Linked DNA regions of Mus musculus: all the other regions are linked to region 2. The links are chromatin contacts, called in public Hi-C maps. All regions are on one chromosome and are shown on one strand. The core of a region is the stretch at or near the end of the contact, and the rest is flanking DNA. Distances in the headings are between cores, read along the strand shown.

Region 1 (3,242 bases), core at 78-2,577, 220 kb before region 2:
ACCACCAAGCTCTCTTCCTGTAGCATGTTCTTATATTTGTCATGCCTGAAGGTGACCCTATTACTGGCATGATTTATGAGTAGTGGTTATCAGTGCAAAAGGAAAACAGGAAACAGCTAGCTCTGGGGAGGTGCAGGGCTAGCTTACCTGAAAGCCTGTGATTCACTCTTGTGAATGGGAGAACCAAACCCACAGGTAGTGTCATTGTCTTTCTTCACTTTGTGTCCCCAACTGAACAGAGACTCTGCCCTAATCTCACTTAAAGTTGGTAGTGAATGAAGAACTGACTGTTTTGGGGGTGTGGCTCTCTGAAAGTCTGACTGTACCATCTAACAAGCATGGAGATGGCAGGGAGAGCTGGCCAGTTTGGCTTTTGCTAACCTTAGAAAGCTGAGCTGCAGTGCTGCCTTTGGCCCCCAGAATGACCATGGCCAAGGCAGAAGAAATGCTGAAGGGAGAGAAGAAGATGTTTCCTGTGGGGCTGCTTTCATTCAGGGTTTGGAACAGCTCCAAGGCGAAGAGGGTGTTGGCTGAACTCAGCTGCTCCATGGTGAAGTCTGCAAAAGAGGGGAGATCAGCACTGCCAGCTACAACACCAGCAACACTACCTACCTCAGCTCTGACATCCACCCCTAGGACCCTACAGTTTGGAATTCCTACCTCATCCTGTTTTTCCTAAGAGGGCAAGCATACTACTTCAGTTCTCCATGCCTGAGATCAAGGCTGAAGTCTCAGCTGGAGTGAAATATGCGAATTTGAGAATGCCACTCAAATAAGTAAGATGTGGGTGACAGGGAAGAGGAACACTCCTCTGTGTCCCTTTTGCAAACAAGCTGATTCCTGCAGTGGGTAAGCAAGCCCTGCTTGAGGCTCATCTGCTAATCCAGCTGGGTCCCAAACTCAGAGCTCCAGTTTGTCCAAGTACAGGCTAATCACAAATGTGTGTCCCTGGCTGTTTAGCTACCCGGGCCACATGGAGTTCTCATTGTTGAGGATCTAGGATCTCACCAGCTTCCTTCCCTCCCAGCCTCCCTGCAGCCAGGATTGACCGTATGAAGCTCAGGGCACTGTCTCCCAGATCAAGGTTCAAAAAGAAAGCCGAGGGAAAGAAAAACTAGGATCACCTTCCTCCCTCGGGCCCGCGGCCTGGAGTAGGGTGCAGTTGGGGATCCACAGAGCATTTTCTGGTTACATCTTGGGTGAGGGTGAGGTACCAGGAACGTGCTGGTTCCTGGAAGAGGTGCCAGCTTCCTCCCTCCTTGCTATGACCCCTGAGAATCTTACCTCTTGCTTAGCAGGTCTGGCTCCACTTACAGCTAGGATGAAGTGCTCAGAGCCAGCTGTTGCCTTTATAGCATGCAGAAGGGGCGTGTCTTCCTGGCAAGCCCAAGCTGGGTGGAGGCGCCTTTTCTTGGCTGAGTGTTTAAAACCCGACCTTGGAGGGCTGTCAAAATAAAAGCAGAAGATTGTGGCCACTCTCAAGGGGACTTTACTTTCCTCAGTTGCAGGCCTTTTTATTATTATTATTATTATTATTATTATTATTATTATTATTATTATTTCTTTAAGCAGAGATCTGGTAAGTTATTTCTTCCTCAGCTGCAAATGGCCAAGAGAATAAATAAATGTCCTTTCTTCCAGGTCAAAAGATACCTTCTTGAATTCCACTGAAACGCTGTAAAATCAAAAGGAATCCTTTCTGTGCGGTATGTAGGTAGGGATGGAGAAATATCTTTGGGGTCCTTTGGATAAGGTCCCAGATTGCCAGTTACAAGCAATAGGTGATCCTTGTCTTCTCTGCCTTTCAGGTGCCAAGGCTAGCTCAGGGACCACACCAGGCTGGAGAAGCCCTCAACCCACAATTCCCCACTATTAGACTAAAAGTTTGGACAAATCCCCTCACTATGCAACTTAAATTAGAATTGACTAGCCCAGGCCATTGTTAACTTGATGGGCTCAGCTTTATTCTCCTTGAAGTGTTTGGAACTGTAAATTCACAGAACTTTTAGTGCTTCTTGTCTTTCTTCAGAGGACAAAGGAAGAATCCTACTGTAGGTGAGGGTCACAACACATGGATTAGTGTTTGTTAGACTCGGGAACTAAAAGAGGAGAAAGGAAGATGGGGAGGTGGGTCAGCACGTCTCTTGAGCACTCCCGTGTTGGATATAATGCCTATTGTGAGGTATCAGAAGATAGAAACTTCGTGTGTGGTGTTTGGGAGGTGAGGACTTTGAGAAGTGATTAAGATTACACAGGGTTCTCAGGGTGGGGACGCCTGACTGAATTCCAGAATATCATCTTCATGACCACTAGGTGGCGAGCACGCCCCAGCTCTTAAGGACTATGACTCCAAGCTTTAATAAGAGAAGGAGAGATGAGAAGATCAGAAGAGATAGATCTGCGCTCCTTTTTTCCCCCCTATGATACCTTGATGCCTTACACTTTCTGGGACCTTGTCTAGATGAAGGCTAGTTCAGATGCTGAGTCTTGAACATGGAGAATTCATAATTATCAAGCCACAAATGTTTTACTATAACAACATAAATGGACATAGTCCTTTTCACATACAAAATATATTCATCCATGTAGCTCAACGTTATTCTAGTATTACCAGAATCAGAAATGAAATTCAAAATATCCCCAGTGAGCCCGTGGAGTCAAATAAGTTAGTTTCTTCTGAAATAAAATGGGACCAGCTTAGAACAGAATTTCCTTTTTAAAAAAATCAGTGACAAGGAAAAAGTGGTAGGTCCTACAGACTTTCAAAGTCCAGCATTACAAGCACTGGGACAACTTGAGGCTTGAATACCACCATTACACCTCCCTGTTTCTACAGTCAGACAGGGCAGGGTCATGGATGTCCAAGGCTCTGGTGGACTTCAACCCCATAACCACCAGATGTCGATGACGCAGCAGCCCTCATGGGCTGAGTCCAGTGCTTGTGGCTTTCCCAGGCTGCTGAAGTCTGTAATAATGCTCTGCTGATCAGGAATCTTGGAAAAGAACCCCTCTTTAATTCCTCGAAACATCTTCCTGGTGGGAACTTCGCAGTGTTACAACCCCAGGCTCCAAGAAGCAGCACTCTCTGGTGACTCCATGGCTGCCTAGGACTTACCTCATAAAGCCATCCCTTTAAATCCAGGAGAATGTGCCACACTGCACCACCTCACAACCAGCTGGCCCGAGACATCATGACACAACATCAAGGACTTTCAGAGGGACAGCAGAACCAAAGAGTGCCA
Region 2 (3,454 bases), core at 15-2,514:
CTCTCTCTCTCTCTCTCATACTTTGTATGGGACGGTAGGAAGACAGCTGGATGCCATCGCAGGAATTGGCAAGTTCCTGCTCGTCACAGGCTAAAGAGGTTTAAACTGCTTTAAACGACTTTGTTCTGAGGAGTGAGTTCTGACACGTCCTGCTTGAACAGAGCTGTCTAGAGAAGTTTTTCTTTAGGGTTCATTTCTTCAGGTTTTAGCTATCCAGGTACTCAGAGGTCACCACAGCCACATGCATGTGGGTCTTCATCCCTTTATTTCTGACTGGCATTGTATATATGGGGGTGGGGTGGGGTGGGATTGTATAGGTTTCTGCTTAGATTTCAAAAGAAGTCTTGGGAACCCAGTGTATGGAAGGATCCATTCCACTTCAAGAAGCCAGAGTCCATGTAAGAGTGAAACATATTCCACACTTCTCCAACTTCTGCTGCCTGGAAAAGCTGTAAACAAAGAGTACATTCAGCCTCAAAGAGAGAGATCAGGTGAACTGCTGCCAACCAATCCACAGGACTGGGACTGCCTAGGCCTGTTAGAGCTTGAGTCCTGCTCTCACACACTCTGGATGCCAGACAGGGCTGAGGATTTAACCTTTCTCTGCTAGGTTTTGTTCTCAAACTAGTCTGATCTCTCTTTACAGCTTCCCATTTTCTCTATTTGAAAGAGAAGTGTGCATTTGCCACCGTGTATTGGAAGCATGTGCAATGTTCTTTGTGGTTTTCTCTGGACTTCAACACCAAGAGTGCCTTGGCTCTCAGAGCAGACTATGTACTTGATAGTTTTACACTGTTGAAACTGTTAAGGGTATGGAAGATACATTTTGCAATATATCAGGGACATAGGCATTTAGGGACCAAGGAAAAATTACTGTTTTGTACTTTAAATGTTTTCCCCAAACTTATATGCTGAAGTGTTTCTTTCAACTGACAATAATGTAGGAAGACAGCAGAAACTTTAAGAGGCAGGGACTCATGGGGGAAGAAATGAATAGGGCATGCCTGTGAAGGAGATTTTGTCACCCAGACACTTCTACTCTGCATCCTTTCCTGTAGTCTGTACAGAGTGAGAAGTGTAGCATACAAAGGGCTCACTGCCATAATGCACTCTCAAGAATGCCCAAGAAAGTATGAATGAGCAGCCGCAGACTGAATCTCTGAGGTTATGAGCCAAAATAAACCTTCCTCTTTTGAGTTGCTTATTTTAGTTATTTTTTTGTCACACTGCTAGAATCTGATAGATACAGAAACCGCCCCTACAGTGTGTGCATGCTACAATGCTCTTCAGAGGCAGGGTTGTGGGTGGGGTGGACTGTTCTTGATTTGGCAGCAACTTCTGGTTTCCTTGAAAGGCAGAGAATCTTCACACAGTTTCTCTGAGTTCATATGTGCATTACTCCTGCTGGGTTTGCGTGGTCATGTTTCCTTGGTGACCTTCATCATCTTGGGCTCTTATAATTTTTCTCCTCCTCTTCCTCAAGGTTCCTGTGATCCTCTTCAATTTGTGTTTCCACTTTCAAGTGTTGTCTGTTTAGATCTGTACCCAATCTTTAATTGAGTTATTTGCTTTCTTGATGTCCACGTTTTTTGAGTTCTTAATACGGTTTCAGTATTACTCCCCTGTCAGGTGTGTACATAGTTGGAAAAAAGGGAAATCTTTGATATTGTCCTTACTCATACCAAAGCCTTTCTGTTTCACCATGTCCATTTATTGTTGATATTATTGTCTGTGCTAGCAGTGTTATGCTCAGAAAGTCTTTTCTTGTGCCAATGAGTTCAAGACTATCCCCCACTATTTATTCTATCAGAGTTAGTGTATCTGGCCATACATTGAGATCTTTGATCCATTTGGAGTTGAGTTTTATGCAGGGTGATAAGTTTGGATTTATTTTCATTTTTCTACATATAGCCATACAATTTGGCCAGCATCATTTGTTACAGATGCTGTCTGTTTTCCAGTATGTATTCCTGATTTCTTTGTCAAAAAGTTGGTGTCCATTAATGTATAGGTTAATTTCTGGGTAGGAAATGTGATTCCATTGTTCAACATGTCTGTTTTTGTGCGAACATTATACTGTTTTTATTACTATAGCTCTGTAGTGTAGTCTGAGATTGGAGAAGCTGAAATCTCCAGCACTTCTTTTATTATTCAGGATTGTTTTAGTTATGCTGTTTGTGTGTGCATGTGTGTGTATGTGTGTGTTTCTGTATGAAGCTGAAATTTGTTTTTTCAATTACTGTGAGGAATTGGGTTGGAATTTTTATTGAGATTACATTGAATATGTGGATTGCTTTGGTGGGAGGGCCATTTTTAGTATATTAACCCACCTTATCCTTGAGCATGGGAGATCTTTTCCATCTTCTGCTATCTTCTTCAATTTCTTCCTTCAGTGTCTTAAAATCTTTATTATACAAGTCTTTCACTTGCTTGGTTAGTTACCCCAACATGATCTTGAGGTTATTGATTTTTGTGACTTAATTTTGTATCCTCATATTTTTCTGGAAGTGTTTATTAGGTGTAAGAATTTCCTGGTGGGATTTTTAAGGCCATTTATGTATACTACCATATCATATACACATAAAGATACTTTGCCTTCTTTCCTTCTGACTTGTATTCACATAACCTCCTTCAGTTAGTTTATTGCTCTAGCTAAGAGTTCATGTTCTACATTGAATAGATATGGAGAGAGAGCACAACCTTGTCTTGCTTCTGATTTTAGTGAATTGTTTTCAGTTTCTCCCCATTTAGGTGAGGTTGGCTATAGGTTTCCCATAAAGTGCTTTATTATGTTGAGGTATGCCCCCTGTATCCCTATTAGAGCAGGAGGGCTTTTTTATCATGTAGGGTATTGAATGTTGACAAAGACCCTTTCTGCATCTAATGAGCTGGTCATGTGGTTTTTATGTTCCAGTCTATTAAAATGGTACATGGCATTTGTCAATTTATGTACATTGAACTCATCCTTGTATCTATGGGATAAGGCCTACTACTTGATGATGGTAAATTGAGAGTGGGTTGGAAATGGAGTTCAGGAAGGAGATCACCTACTCAGTTTCGCCACTTCACCAGTGGGTTTTCTAGGTATAGAGGTCCTGTGGGAGTTGGTGGCTCACATAATGGGATGTGAGGAGGGAGGAATACTGGGTCTCAGATTTATGGAGTCCTCAAGGAATGGAGGCTGTCTTAGTCAGGGTTTCTATTCCTGCACAAACATCATGACCAAGAAGCAAGTTGGGAAGGAAAGGGTTTATTCAGCTTATACTTCCAATTGCTGTTCATCACCAAAAGAAGTCAGTAGTAGAACTCAAGAGGTCAGGAAGCAGGATCTGATGCAGAGGTCATAGAGGGATGTTGCTTACTGGCTTGCTCAGCTTGCTTTCTTATAGAACCCAGGACTACCAGTCCACTGTTGGCACCACTCACAATGGGCCCTCCCATCCTTGATCACTAA
Region 3 (3,558 bases), core at 689-3,188, 200 kb before region 2:
CCTTCTAGAGGGACAGCAGAACCAAAGAGTGCCATATTACAACGTGGGAGCAGTTGTGGTGTCCCCAGTCCCATAGTGCACTGGGTCCTTTCCTGGATCCCTCCCTTGAAACTCTTGTGTCTGAGGCCTTCTGGTGTGTGACAGGCATGACAATTGGGATAATCCCTTGATGACTTTGACTCACTCTGGCTTGCAGTAATGAATAGCCTCTGGCTTCTTGTCACATTAATCTCTTTATCAAAGCTTACTTTTGTCACCGCCTACATATTCTTTCCTGAGCATGGGTTTCTTTCTTTGGGGATTTCCAAAATTTTTAAGTTTTATCCTCCCTCCCTCCCTCCCTCCCTCCCTCCCTCCCTCCCTCCCTCCCTCCCTCCCTCCCTCCCTCTCTCCCCCCTTCCCCCCCCTCTCTCATGGAGGATTATGCCCACACATCCCATCACTGTTTTTATCTGTTGGAAAGCACTAAATTGTTCAAAATGACTTGTAAATGGCCATCTTCCTGTGTCAGACTCCCATGTCACTGGGATGAAAGTCTAGTATGTGCCTCCACACCTGGCTTCTCTCTTGATTATAAATTGTCTTTAACTTTTGCTTTTTTTTTTGTATGTCAAGCAATAGTGCACTGTCAACAATTTCCACAGAGATTTTTTAAAAATTTTTTCATTTTCCCCAAATATTCTAGTTCCTTGCTTTTACAGTCCTTCACCCAGAAAGCATCAGGGTATAGGCATAACTCTGCCAAGTCACTGTCACTTTGTGGGACACCAGTCTTTCTTTGGGTTTCTCACACCTTGTTCCTCATTTCAATCTTAGATACACTCAGAATTGGCTTTACCACCCATGTTTCCGCCAACATGCAGATCTAAGCCAGGTAAGATCTCTCTCAGAAGAGCGTATCAGCTCCCCATTATGATCTATCACCAGTATCATCCTTAAAGCCCCAACAATAGAAATCTCAAATGCTGCCAATCTCTGTTACCACTCTCAGTAGAAGCCACTGTCACGGCTGGGGTGGTTGTGTAGTCACAGTGAAAACATGATGCTGATATCTTACTTTGTGGTGTTATAACTCAATAGTGAAACTGAGAAGTTTATTTACAAGATTGTTTCACTTTTTGAGACTGAAAGCTTGAGTTCAAGGTGGGAAGTTCTGTGTTTAGTGAAGGCTTCTCTCTGCTTCCAAGATGGTGCCTGCTTGCTGAGGTTTCTGGGAGATGAGGCTCGCCCTCATGAAGCAGAAGAGATGAGAGCGGCAGCCCATCCACTCCCTCTGTCTTAGTCAGGGTTTCTACTGCTGTGATAAAACCACATGCCATGACGAAAGCAACTTGGAGAGGAAAGAGCAGGTTGATTTCAGTTCCTACTCAGGCCACAGGTAACCACTTGGGGAAGTAGGGGCAGGAGCTCAAGGCAGGAACTGAATCAGAGGCCATGCAGGAGTGTCGCTTACTGGCTTGCTTTCCATGGCTTATGCTGAAAATAATATTTCAGTACAATATATTCTAATTTGGGTTTCCCCTCCCTCAAATCCCCTTAGATCCTCCCTCACCCACTTACCATCATACCATTCTCTCTCTATAGAAAACAAAGCATCCAATAAACTAGAAATTTAAAAAGAAAAAAAAAAACCCACAAGAAACATAGTCAGAGATAATCACAAAATTGGAAACCATAAGTAAAAGGCCAATAAGATAAGAAAACCAAAACTAATAAAGCCACATGAGACAAACGTTTACAAAAATACCACCAAGTTCGTTTTGTGTTGGCCATCTACTGCTGGGCACAGAACCTACCCTTAAGTGGCATTAAGTGTGGCTAATGCACCGAGTAAGATTCCATGGGAGCAAACTGATTTCTCCTTTGCAAGCAGTTGTCAGTTGGAGACAGCTCCTTGGTGAAGGATGGGAGGAGACCTTGTCTACTTCCCTTTCTCAGTGCTGGGAGCCTGTATGGCTTGGGCTGGGCAGGACCTGTGCATTCTGCCACAGTCTGTATGAGTGTATTATCTGTGGGATTACTGAACATTTCCATTTCTATTTTAGGAGCACGGATTACCATGAGCAACTGAAGTCACGAAGAGGGAGACTCCTGCACTCAGTTATTGCTGCTGCCCCACCCTTGAGAGCAGAAGTGATTTACTTTTAGCCTGTCCTGATCTTCACACGTGCTGCCTATCCAGTGCTCTGGATTCTCACAGATACCATGAGAGCCTCTGCTTTACACTTTGAAAGCATTTTGAATTAGTTTGTTCTCCTCCCACTCAGTTTAGAAACTGTCTTGGGGTGACTTGTGACACGTTAAATCGATACGGAATTATAAATCTCAGGAAAGTGCTTTATGATATAGTGAAATGTGATAACAATTTAAACTCTCTCTGGCTGTTCTGGTTCTCCATCTGCAGATCAGGCTAGCCTCCAACACTGGTTTGTAAACTTTTAAACTTAGCCTATATAATGCAAAATAGTGACTTTATTCCATCTTCATGCATATATATTATCACACTTTGCTCAGATTGACTCCTGCTTTACTGTCTCTTGTTCTCCTAAGTGAGAACCATGGGTCCTCCTCTTCAATAGTCACAATTTTATGTTTTTTTTCAATTTCCCTCCAGATTGCTGCCCTCCTTCCTGGTTCCCTATCCCCCCACCCTGTTACACAGTCCCTTTCCCCACACTCCATCCCTTGTTCCCTTTCTCCTTTGAGAATGTGAAGAACTTCCCCCCCCCCCCCTGCAGGTCCAGGAGCATCCTCTCCCACTGAAGCCAGACAATACATCCTACTTAAGGGAACTCTACAGATAGGGAACAGCATTAGCAATAGCCCTCTTTCTCCTATTGCGGAACAAGCTATACATCTGCTACCTGTGTGCAGGGTGCCCATGTATGCTCTTTGGTTGGTGGTTCAGTCTCTGAGGGCCCCAAGGATCCAGGTTAGTTGACTTTGTTGGTCCTTCTGCGGAGTTCCTATCCTATTTAGGGCTCTCAATCCTTTCCCCAGCTCTTCCATAAGAGTCCCCAAGCTTCATCTTGTGTTTGGCTGTGAGTCTCAGCATCTATTTTTGGTCAGCTTCTGGGTAGAGCCTCTCAGAGGACAGTTATGCTAGGCTCCTGTCTGCAAGCAGAACAGAGTATCATTAATAGTGTCAGATATTGGTAATTGAAAATGGGATTGGCCTCAAGTTGGACCAGTTATTGGTTGGCCATTCCCTCAATCTTTGCTCCACCCCCATCTCTGCATTTCTTGTAGACAGGATAAATTTTGGGTCTAAAGTTTTGTGGTTGTATTGGTGCCCTTTATACTTTTTATATGTTTAAAATAAATCTGGGTTCCACATCAAGGAAAAATGCTATGTGAGTGAAGGGACTCTAGCTGTCCTGAGAAAGACAAGCATGGCTCTGGCAGGCCTTGCCCTTCTCCACAATTCCCTCTCCTTGGGTAAATCCTGTTAGATTATATTCCTAAAGCTGGTTGCTAAGGTCTATTCCTTTATTTGGCCACTTCCTCCTTCTGGGGCTATCAAAGTATTGAAGTTCATCAGTCAAAAACCCCCTTACA

The links. Hi-C and Micro-C count contacts between places; a contact is called where the count stands out from the background.
Region 1: a contact with region 2 is called in a Hi-C map of bone marrow-derived macrophages, with 15 read pairs. The contact joins the promoter of Serpinb1a here to the enhancer-like site in region 2. A contact is called at or near these places in 6 of 39 promoter capture datasets (the 3T3-L1 cell line, the C10 cell line, embryonic stem cells and 3 more), 1 of 15 datasets of contacts at CTCF or cohesin (CD8 T cells), 22 of 484 Hi-C or Micro-C datasets (the 3T3-L1 cell line, B cells, the Ba/F3 cell line and 15 more), 8 of 115 datasets of contacts at active chromatin or transcription factors (bone marrow-derived dendritic cells, bone marrow-derived macrophages, effector CD8 T cells and 5 more) and 3 of 9 other capture datasets (adipose tissue, embryonic stem cells and liver).
Region 3: a contact with region 2 is called in a Hi-C map of conventional type 1 dendritic cells, with 3 times the contacts expected there. The contact joins two enhancer-like sites. A contact is called at or near these places in 6 of 39 promoter capture datasets (the 3T3-L1 cell line, the C10 cell line, embryonic stem cells and 3 more), 3 of 15 datasets of contacts at CTCF or cohesin (CD8 T cells, embryonic stem cells and large pre-B cells), 62 of 484 Hi-C or Micro-C datasets (the 3T3-L1 cell line, the 63-12 cell line, the AML12 cell line and 39 more), 9 of 115 datasets of contacts at active chromatin or transcription factors (CD8 T cells, bone marrow-derived dendritic cells, bone marrow-derived macrophages and 6 more) and 3 of 9 other capture datasets (adipose tissue, embryonic stem cells and liver).

The regions. Positions count from the first base shown.
Region 1 is chr13:32,849,858-32,853,099 of GRCm38.p6, forward strand. Serpinb1a (serine (or cysteine) peptidase inhibitor, clade B, member 1a) reads right to left here and starts at 1,328. Exons shown (of 7, transcript NM_025429.2): 1 at 1,285-1,328; 2 at 382-557. The coding sequence starts at 549.
Region 2 is chr13:33,067,062-33,070,515 of GRCm38.p6, forward strand. No RefSeq gene overlaps it. Among named protein-coding and RNA genes, the nearest start is that of Serpinb1b, 15 kb to the right of the region's middle. Within about 2 kb of position 1,265, at least 44 of the 459 cell types and tissues checked have an H3K27ac peak or open chromatin away from gene starts, as enhancers often do. A contact at or near this core is called in B cells, CD8 T cells, bone marrow-derived dendritic cells and 3 more, where this site is marked.
Region 3 is chr13:32,867,118-32,870,675 of GRCm38.p6, forward strand. Gm35899 (a long non-coding RNA gene) reads left to right here. Exons shown (of 4, transcript XR_873210.1): 3 at 817-874; 4 at 2,046-3,558. Among named protein-coding and RNA genes, the nearest start is that of Gm35899, 3.8 kb to the left of the region's middle. Within about 2 kb of position 1,939, at least 8 of the 459 cell types and tissues checked have an H3K27ac peak or open chromatin away from gene starts, as enhancers often do. A contact at or near this core is called in bone marrow-derived dendritic cells and conventional type 1 dendritic cells, where this site is marked.